2 separate regions of the Capra hircus genome follow, and region 1 is linked to region 2. A link is a contact called in public Hi-C data. All regions are on one chromosome and are shown on one strand. The core of a region is the stretch at or near the end of the contact, and the rest is flanking DNA. Distances in the headings are between cores, read along the strand shown. Region 1 has its middle 97 kb from the start of TRNAS-GCU. Region 2 overlaps TJP1 (tight junction protein ZO-1).

Evidence for each region. Hi-C and Micro-C count contacts between places; a contact is called where the count stands out from the background.
Region 1: a contact with region 2 is called in a Hi-C map of liver, with 3 times the contacts expected there. The contact joins two enhancer-like sites. A contact is called at or near these places in 2 of 5 Hi-C or Micro-C datasets (blood and liver).

What each region holds. Positions count from the first base shown.
Region 1 is chr21:28,250,466-28,255,208 of ARS1.2, forward strand. No RefSeq gene overlaps it. Among named protein-coding and RNA genes, the nearest start is that of TRNAS-GCU, 97 kb to the right of the region's middle. Within about 2 kb of position 3,341, at least 1 of the 5 cell types and tissues checked has an H3K27ac peak or open chromatin away from gene starts, as enhancers often do.
Region 2 is chr21:28,057,883-28,062,771 of ARS1.2, forward strand. All of the region lies in intron 8 of TJP1 (tight junction protein ZO-1), which reads right to left. Among named protein-coding and RNA genes, the nearest start is that of TJP1, 76 kb to the right of the region's middle. Within about 2 kb of position 2,284, at least 1 of the 5 cell types and tissues checked has an H3K27ac peak or open chromatin away from gene starts, as enhancers often do.

The DNA of each region.
Region 1 (4,743 bases), core at 2,091-4,590, 190 kb after region 2:
ATGTTGAAGTTAAATGGAAAAGAAACAAATTAAAAAAATAAAAATCATTAATAATCCTTGATGCACACACACATCCCTGTGAATATTTTGGAATTTTTCTCTAGACTTTCTTTCTATTAATACCTACAGACATGTCCGTGTACCTTGTAATACATTAACATAACACATGCATGACCATTTCAGTTGGGTCTGAAATAAGGACAGGTTGTTCACATGCCAACACCGTCCATCAGCAGGATATGCCAGCCGACAAATGAGGCTCAGAGCAACAAGAGTTGATGTCACTCTTGGAGGAGGAACTGTCACAGGAGCGACAGCTCAGCACCAGCTAAGGACCATATGAAGATGGTGGGTTAAAGAAGTCTTGGAAAAACAGGAGGCAGAATTGGAGAGGTTAGTATGAGAATCAGGACACTGTGAAAGAACTTCAGGAAGATGACACCGTTCAGCTGATGGATCCTGCAAAGAAGTCAGGACAATGGCTGAAGAAAAGGCGTCTGAGAAAAGACATTTCACCTGGTGAAATATCAGATTACAAGGAAGGGGAAGAATAGGAGACAAAGCTGTGTGTGGACCTCGCAGTCAGCAAACTCGGCAGGAACAGAGGGTGACGCACCAGAGGAAGTTCAGCCTGGTCCACTGAGAGACGGGGATGCGGGAAGAGGCGGGGATGCGGGAAGAGACAGGAAAGGAGGGCGTGGCAGCCTGTTGACAGCATCCCCACAGGGACGGGCCCAAGCTGCGGATGGACAGGCAGAGGGCCTCCAGCCAGTAACTGTGGTCAGATTCCTACCAGGGCCTAGCACGGGACAGAAGCTTAAACCAAGACGCATCACACCAAGTTGTATCTGACAGCACACAGGAATACAAAAAAGAGGAAAATCTCTCATTCTGTCTTTGCTTCAAGTCATTCATGGCAGGAGAGCCAAGATTTGAGAGAAATGTCACAAAAATTGATGCTGAGGGAAATTTTTATAACTAGGTATCTGATGACACAAAGGACAGATAAGCACTCGTTTCCTTAAAAGAAAGAAAGTCCTGACTCCTTCCATATTATCTTTGACCGTGTCTATCTACACTACCGGCGAATGCTACACGTAATGAATGTCTCTGTGCTACGTGGGCAACTGCATAAGTGCTAATTTAAGACACAAAATTAAAAGCAAAACAATTCAAGGTGAAGCAACCCAACCCGTGTTTTCTTAAACATCTGTGATTAAAGCAGGCATGTGGTGATTCAGAGTTCTCTGCAGGTTACCCTGGGGCGGTGGCCAGTGGTGACAGGGGAGCAGGCCAGCTGTGATTTCCCAGCCCCCTCCGCATCCCCTACACTCCTCCTCGCAGCACCCTGACTGATGCTAAATGGAGACACCCCTACACCAAGCCCCAAAACTGGACAGACAAGGATGCTGACTGGCCCCTTTCATTACTCCTTAAAACAGATCTAAAATTCACGAATAATAAATTTTTTTCCCAACTTTAAACTTTTTATATCGGGTATAGCCGATTAACAAACAATGCTGTGATAGTTTCAGGTAAGGGACTCAGCCATACACATATATGTATCCATTCTCCTCCAAACTCCCTTCCCACCTAGGCTGCCACATAACACTGAGTAGAGTTCCCTGTGCTATACAGGAGGTCCTTGTTGGTTATCCATTTTAAATATAACACTGTGTACAGTTCAGTCCAGTCACTCAGTCGTGTCTGACTCTTTGCGACCCCATGAACTGCAGCACGCCAGGCCTCCCTGTCCATCACCAACTCCCGGAGTTCACTCAGACTCACGTCCATTGAGTCGGTGATGCCATCCAGCCATCTCATCCTCTGTCATCCCCTTCTCCTGCCCCCAATCCCTCCCAGCATCAGAGTCTTTTCCAATGAGTCAACTCTTTGCATGAGGTGGCCAAAGTACTGGAGTTTCAGCTTTAGCATAATTCCTTCCAAAGAAATCCCAGGGTTGATCTCCTTCAGAATGGATTGGCTGGATCTCCTTGCAGTCCAAGGGACTCTCAAGAGTCCTCTCCAACATCACAGTTCAAAAGCATCAATTCTTTGGTGCTGTGTACATGTCCATCCCAAACTCCCTAACTATCCCTTCCCCTTGGCAACCATAAGTTCATTCTCTAAGTCTGTGAGTCTCTTTCTGTTTTGAAAGTTCATTTATATCATTTCTTTTTGATTCCATATATAAAGGATGTCGTAGGACATTTGTCCTTCTCTGTCTGACTTACCTCAATGAGTAATAAAATTTTTAAAAGAATGTTTATCTTCTAAGTGTACACATGACTGAAGCTTATGGCTGAAGTGTTTGGAATTTCTAACATGGTTTTCAGCTTCAAATACAAACATTAGAGGCAAAAGCTAATCAGCTTCATTACAGGGAGGGTGTGAAGAGCTGATGTGATTTCAGGAAGTAAATAAAGCTTGCAAAGACTGTCATTTGACTGAATTTACAAAATGTTCGATAATTCTAATTTCTGAAATAGCTGTGACCTTCCTATAAATCAGTCAGCTAAGGGTGGAGGCCTCAGAGGTGGTTCAAATCCACACACGAGAGGCAAACTCTCAGAAGTACCTGGAAAGTGATCATCAGAAATGAAGTCAAACAAAGCACCACATCCTCCCTGCTTCCAAGCACGCTTCTTCTGTTTATTACATTAATACCCCACAAAACACCTGTATGTCTCCTAACACTCAGCATTTAACTCTGTTAGCTGAAATCATGCCATAAACCATTTCTCCTCTCTCTCTTCAGAGGGTCCTTATTCTCAAATTTCTCCTCAAATTCCACTCTTCATATTTATCTTCTCAACCTCCTCTGCTCCAGTCATCAAAAGTACTCGAATCTGTGAGCCCCGTCACTTTGGCATTACTGTCAGGAATTTTCTTAAAATTCTGGCATCTTGCCTGAGGTGCAGGTGGCTTTAAAAGAGCCATCCAGAGCAGTGCTAACACGACCAGGAGAGAACAGTTAGGAATGGCCATTTCATGGCCCATGGTCACTCCAAACAACTTAACTAGCTCCCTTTACAGAGGAAAGACCCTGACCCCGACTCCATTCCAACTGTCCCTCCTAGAGCCACACCCGGTCTCAGTGCCACTGCTCCCCTGACAACTTCTTAAACTTCCACGCCCGGCACTCCAGCCAAAGCTCCCGAATCCTGCACTAGGCCTGCTGACACTCTCTTCTGACTCCATGTCCTTGCATTATCACTCTGGCCCCAGGGGCCATCATCTCCATCATCCTCTCATATAGAACTTCAATTCTCCCCACTCGATCTCCTCTGGACCGGCCAGCCTGCTGCGCCAGGCTGCAGAGCCTGTCTGGAGAGCCATCACACAGGCCCGCCATGCCCTGCAGTCATGGTCTCTGACCTCAGGGTCCCTCAACCATGCCCACAATCCCTGCCCACAGTCCCAGTCACTTCCCTCTCCTTCTGTCCCTCAGCAGCAACCCTGCATCATCACCTCTCCTCAGAAGCTCACCCACTGCTTCCTCCTGACTGGTGCTTTCCATGCCCTTCCAGCCCACCTTACTCTGTGCACACTATTCAGTTCTTCTCTCTGAGGTGGGGCTCCTTACTCTGTGCTGTGAATCCCACCCACCCGCCACCCCACCCCCACCGCCCCCGCGCCCCGACCCCACCCCCCCCAATGCCGGCAGCAGTAGAGCCCTCTATCTCTGTCCCTGCTCCCTCTTCCTACCTCAAGAACTCCAAAGGATCCCCCAGGCATAGAAAGATGCTCAACACTCTCCCATTTCTACACAATGGCATATATTGAAAACGACAAACTTCTGCAGAGTAGGTTTAACACTCACCAAGTGCTAACACAGCGGTATGCTCAGCCTTCACCATATCGTTTTACCTGTGCTGTCAGTAGATGGCTCCCCTGCTCTTTCCTGTAGACGCTGACTATTCTCATCCCTGAGCCGCTGATCAAGCCTCCAGCCATCCTGTGGGATCAAAGGGACCACCCACTGGCTCCCCAAATTGAGGCTTTCTTTCTCACATCAGCAGCTCTGATCATCCCACCCCCAACCTGGTTTTAGCTGGGACTCGGGCACCTGCTGGGACAGCAGGTGACCCTGGACGCCCATGACTACACTTGCTTCCAACCAATCTCCTGACGAAGAACCAGCTTTTTCTGCTGAGGGTCCTGACTCCATCTTAACCCCAGAATTACTACGGATCCCTTCACCTCAACTTCACATCACTATACTTGGGAGCTGAATAAAAGCCTGGCCTTTAGGCAGCTCTACCTAGGTGGACAGTTAAGATTCTGCACATGGGACATGGGCTGTCCTGCTGCAGTTCAGCTGGTCTCCTCACCCCTGGCTCCCTTGTTCCTCTTATTTTCTACCATCTCCAAGCCATCTCTCATCAAATCTATGGCAAACACCCATGCCACAACAGACAGCCATTTCATTCACTACATATTTTAAGTTCTGGTAAGTGTTACAACCGGAGCTTCCCTGGTGGCTCAGTGGTAAAGAACCCACCTGCCAATGAAGAAGACTTGGGTACGATCCCTGGGTCGGGAAGATCCCCTGGAGAAGGGAATGGTAACCCACTCTAGTATTCTTGCCTGGGAAATTTCATGGACAGAGAAGCCTGGTGGGCTACAGTCCATGGGGTCACAAAGAGTCGGACACGACTGAGCGACTAGATAACAATACAAAGTGGAATAACCAGATTCTAAAATCTACATGACTCATCAGTGGTGAGCAAATGACACTAT
Region 2 (4,889 bases), core at 1,034-3,533:
AAATACACACACACATACACACACAAGTATGCCAAGATATTTTCTAGCTCAAACCAGAATGAACTACTTTTAAATCATAAAAGGTTAAACTTTTTTGCCATTGCTTGTGTAATAATGGGGTGGGCTTCCTTGGTGGCTCAGATGGTAAAGAATGTGTCCGCAATATGGGAAACCCAGGTTCAGTCCCTCGATTGGGAAGATCCCATGGAGAAGGCAATGACTACTCACTCCACTGAATTACTCACTATTCTTGCCTGGAGAACTCTATGAACAGAGGAGCCTGGTGGGCTACAGTTCATGGGGTTCCAAAGACGCAGACACGGCTGAGGAACTGACACTATGTATTAATATCTCACATATAATTAGTCTAAGGATAATTAAATACAATTAAGCTATCTGCAAACTGTTCTAGGTGATTCATAATAAAAAGGGCAATACAAAATAGTAAATTCTTCTTGCATTCTTTGCTCTAAAAAGACAAATGTATATATGAACATTTTGAAGAGATCAAGGTTAAAGAACTACATAATTTTAATAGTTCTACAGAATTCTGTTGCTTTGCAACTGGCTTAAAACTATCTGTTTAATCGAGATCACCTTTCTGGACTTTCCTGGTGGTCTAGTGGTTAAGAATCTGCCTACCAATGCAGGGTTTGATCCTTGGTCTGGGAAGATCCCACGTGCCACGGGGCAAACAAGCCCTGTGCCACAACTACTGAAGCCTGCGCTCCACAGCCAGAGGAAGCTGCATCGAGAAGCCCGTGCACCATGGCCAGAGAGCAGCTCCCGCTCTCTCTGACCAGAGAAAGCTCACACGCACCAACAGGTTTTTTTTAAGTTGTAAGTTTAAAAAACAATTTCCAATTCCAACTGATTTTCTTCCTCTCCTGTAACTGAAAAAAAAAAAAACTTCCTGAATCTATAACGTGACTAAGTAACACTGATGATAACTAAGAATCAAAGATAATATTTTAATGTGACCATCCTCCCCAATGGTAACCAGGCCTTGTAATAGGGCTCCTGCTCCATACAGCACACAAAAATCCCACAAATATTTCATTTTCGGCTAATTTTCATTCTTTTCTAACTACCACCTTTCATTAACGTAATTACTACACCTTAACACTGCAGATCAGTGGAACTCACATCATGCTATTAAACTGGTCACATGATCAGTATTTTAAAAAATCATTATTCTTTTTAGTGCATTTCCATTATCTACCAAAAGGTGGAGGCATTATTCAATACATATAGATCTAGAGCCATGCTGTTAATAGAATCATGAAGAAAGTCATTTATGTAGCTTGAAATTTTCTAAAACTCATTAAATAAATGAGGTAAAATCAAATAATACATTTTAACTCAATATACTTAAATATTAAGAATCATAAAGTAATCATAATCAATTACAATAAATCAGTAAGTAACCATAAATTAGGAGCTTCCCTGGTGGCTCAGATGGTAAAGAGTCTGCCTGCAATGCGGGAGACCCAGGTTCAATCCCTGGGTTGTGAAGATCTCCTGGAGAAGGAAATGGCAACCCACTCCAGTATTCCTGCCTGGAGAATCCCAGGGATGGAGGAGCCCGACAGGTTACAGTCCATGGGGTTGCAAAGAGTCGGACACGACTGAGCGACTACACTTCACTTCACACATTGTTTTTTGGTATACTCAGCCATCAAACTCCAGTGTGTATTTCCAAGTGTTAACTGCTCAGTCGTGTCTGACTCTTTGTGACCCTATGGAGTATACCCCGCCGGGCTCCTCTGTCCATGGGATTCTCCAGGCAAGAATGCTGGAGTGGGTTGCCATGCCCTCCTCCAGGGGATCTTCCTGATCCAGGGATGAGAATCTTATGTCTCCTACACTGGCGGGCAGGTTCTTTACCACTAGCGCCACCTAGGAAGCCCCAAAGTTCTGTAGAAGACAATTGTTAAGACAAAGTCTCTGAGAGAGTTTTTAGTCACATAAACAAACTCAATGCAAAGAGCCTTAAGTCTTATCCTGTCAACTCTGTGTAAGAATAGCAGATTAACACACACTCAACCAGATCAGTAACAGATGGCTTTAAGAGCAAGACTTCAGGTATGCAGGCAGAGGGCTGGCAGATGGATCAGAGGGGCCTGGAGAGACAGGGACAGGGGAAGGGGTTTTCTCCTCCGAGTCCCCTGAGCAGGCAGGCAGGCCGCAGCTTCCGACACTTCCAAGGGTACTCAGGCACTCGGTCTCTGACAAGACAGGTCCTCCAGCACTGCTTTCCCTGGGCCCTCAGAGGGCAGGTTCCCTGTAAGTCCACCCAGCGACACCCATAGTGAGCCTCGGGCGCGTGGGGCAGGCTCCACCTCAGCACCACTGCTGTTGACCTCCTCACGGGTGATCCCTCGCATTCTCCAGAGTTCTCTTTCATTTTCTACTGGCTAATCCTCTGTCACTTCAATCTTGTTATATTTAACCTCTCTATATTAAACCTGTTCTGCTGAAACTGTGCTGTTTCTTGGACCCTGATGAAATATAGCAGACTGGCAACTCTTCAAGTTTTATTTCTGATTTCTAGCTCTCAAACACCTCCTAATGGACTGGTTATATCTTATTTAAAAATAATCTGAATATAGGAAATAAACTGAGGCTGAATGTTCACTGTAATAAAACATCCTTTTATAAAGCCCATTTCCTGTTACCTAAGAAATGACTCATCCTACGACAGCAACTTTATACTTTCTTTTCAGAACATTTACTGCATACAGATTGGCAAGAACTACATAGTTTAAAATGAAAATAAAAACTAGGTGCCCTTTAAAGACCACTCGAGTATCTCACCCCTAATAGTAGAAATCAGAAACTCAGAAAGTAACTAAACCAGGCTCCCAAGTTCTTCTCCACCGACAAGAGTTCAGCACGATGGGCCCCTAACACATACAAGGAAGAAACACCAAGGTGCACTCAAGTCTGGTAACTCAGGATGCTCCCACCAGTTAATCCCCTAAATTATATATGCAAACACACAGATATTACACACTGCAGTTTCTCCTCAACAGCAACTCAAAAATTACAGCACGGCACAGTGGATTAGAGGGTGAGCAAGGCAGAGTGAGCACTATGGAGATTCTGGGTAGGTGCTCAGGCAGAGAAGCGAGAGCTGCCCCTGAGCACGCTGAGAGCAAGGAATGACCACCATACATTCACTGAACTCTATCTGCAAGCTAAGCTCTCACAATTTAAAATCCATTCTTTATACACTGCAACATTTTCTAGAAATACATGGGGTATATGCTTTTGAAGAAATAATGACTGTACTGCTCATTGCGACAAAGGGCTTTCATGATGCCTATCAGTCTGCACAGAGATTCTCCTCCTCCTGCGTGTTGGTTTGTTTCGATGGTTGACAACATTGTAACCTAGCCACCTGAATTAGAAAGAAAACAGACCCATCATTCTGCAAGTGTAATTTTTGAAAAAATGAACAACTTTTAGTAAGGAATGACTGGAGAAAAACTAAGAAGGAAGGGCATCCTTGCCAGGGCTTCACTGGTTCGATGACTGTTAGGCACTTGGAGTAATGTTTTGAGTAAAACTACCCTTGACTGTGCAGGATATTTGGCTGATCTTATAACAAGACCAGTGTTAAGTTACCACATTCTTCATTTTTTATTAACATTCTCTCAAAGGGAATAAAGAACTGTCTTACATTATTTAAAAGCGGAAATAAAAGTTCACATACTTACTACCTTCATATGTAAGTGGAGTAGTCTGTTTTTAACTATTTTATGTTTTATACTGTACTTGTATAAGAAAATAATTCCCAGCTGATGGAATAAATAGAATGTATACTTTTTACTTTAAAAACAGTGACAATAAAGTATAATATTTAAGCTTACTTTGGTGCCACTGGGCCCACAATCTCTGCTTAGAGGTTAAAATCCATCACTACACAATATCCACAACATCACTAGACGGGGGTCTCCATTAACTAGAGAACTGTTATTAACTGTGATTCTCCCTTCAGCCTGTTCCCTTACAAAGAGTATGAAAAACAAAAGGTCACTCTGGAGTTCTAATCTGGTTACCTAAAATTCCCAAGGATTGAAAATAACAGTCAGTGCTTACCCTCAATAACAGAAGTTCAGGATGGGTCATCAACATCCCACTCACTTTCCAACATTACACAAAGAATTCACCCTTCAGTAACAATTCAACTTAGAAACAACTGTTTTAAAGTTTCACATTCTCCCCAACCAATTTTCCAAAACCGGAAAAATGAGAAAAATTTCCAAGGACTCCAGAGCACCGGCTCCTCTGCTTCTGTGGTCCACCCCACTGGTTGCCACGCTGTCCTCCCAACAAGCTGAGAGCTGTCCTCTCTCTCACTCGGACCCGGCCTCCACTGCGGCGCCTTCTCACTGGCTCCCCTGAAGACAAGGTGGCCAGAGAGAGGCCTTCTTTCCAATATATACATACGGATATAAGAAATGACTAAGTAATACAAAACATAACCTTTACAATTCAAAATTTCTACATATGAACCATAACTGAATTAGTTTGAACTTTTACTGCAATAGCGTTTTTCAACAGTGTACCCGCTAATGACAAATCAGTAGCACAAGAGTCACATTAAAACAGTTTATAGAACAGAACCAAAGCATAAACAATATGTTGCTCTTCTACACAGAAAACTCACAAAATGAGCCTGTTAAATAACTGTAACGACTAGGGAGAGTGCAGTATAGCCAGGCAGAGGCTTGGAACTCACTCTGCACCTCAAATACTCTATAGTGATGAGTCCCCTTACTGACAGTCTTGCCAATCAGCACGAGGCAGTGCCCCAGTGAGGACCCCCAGCTCCATCCTGAGCAGAGTCTCAGTCCAGAGCAGGCAGTGCAACGACACTGAAT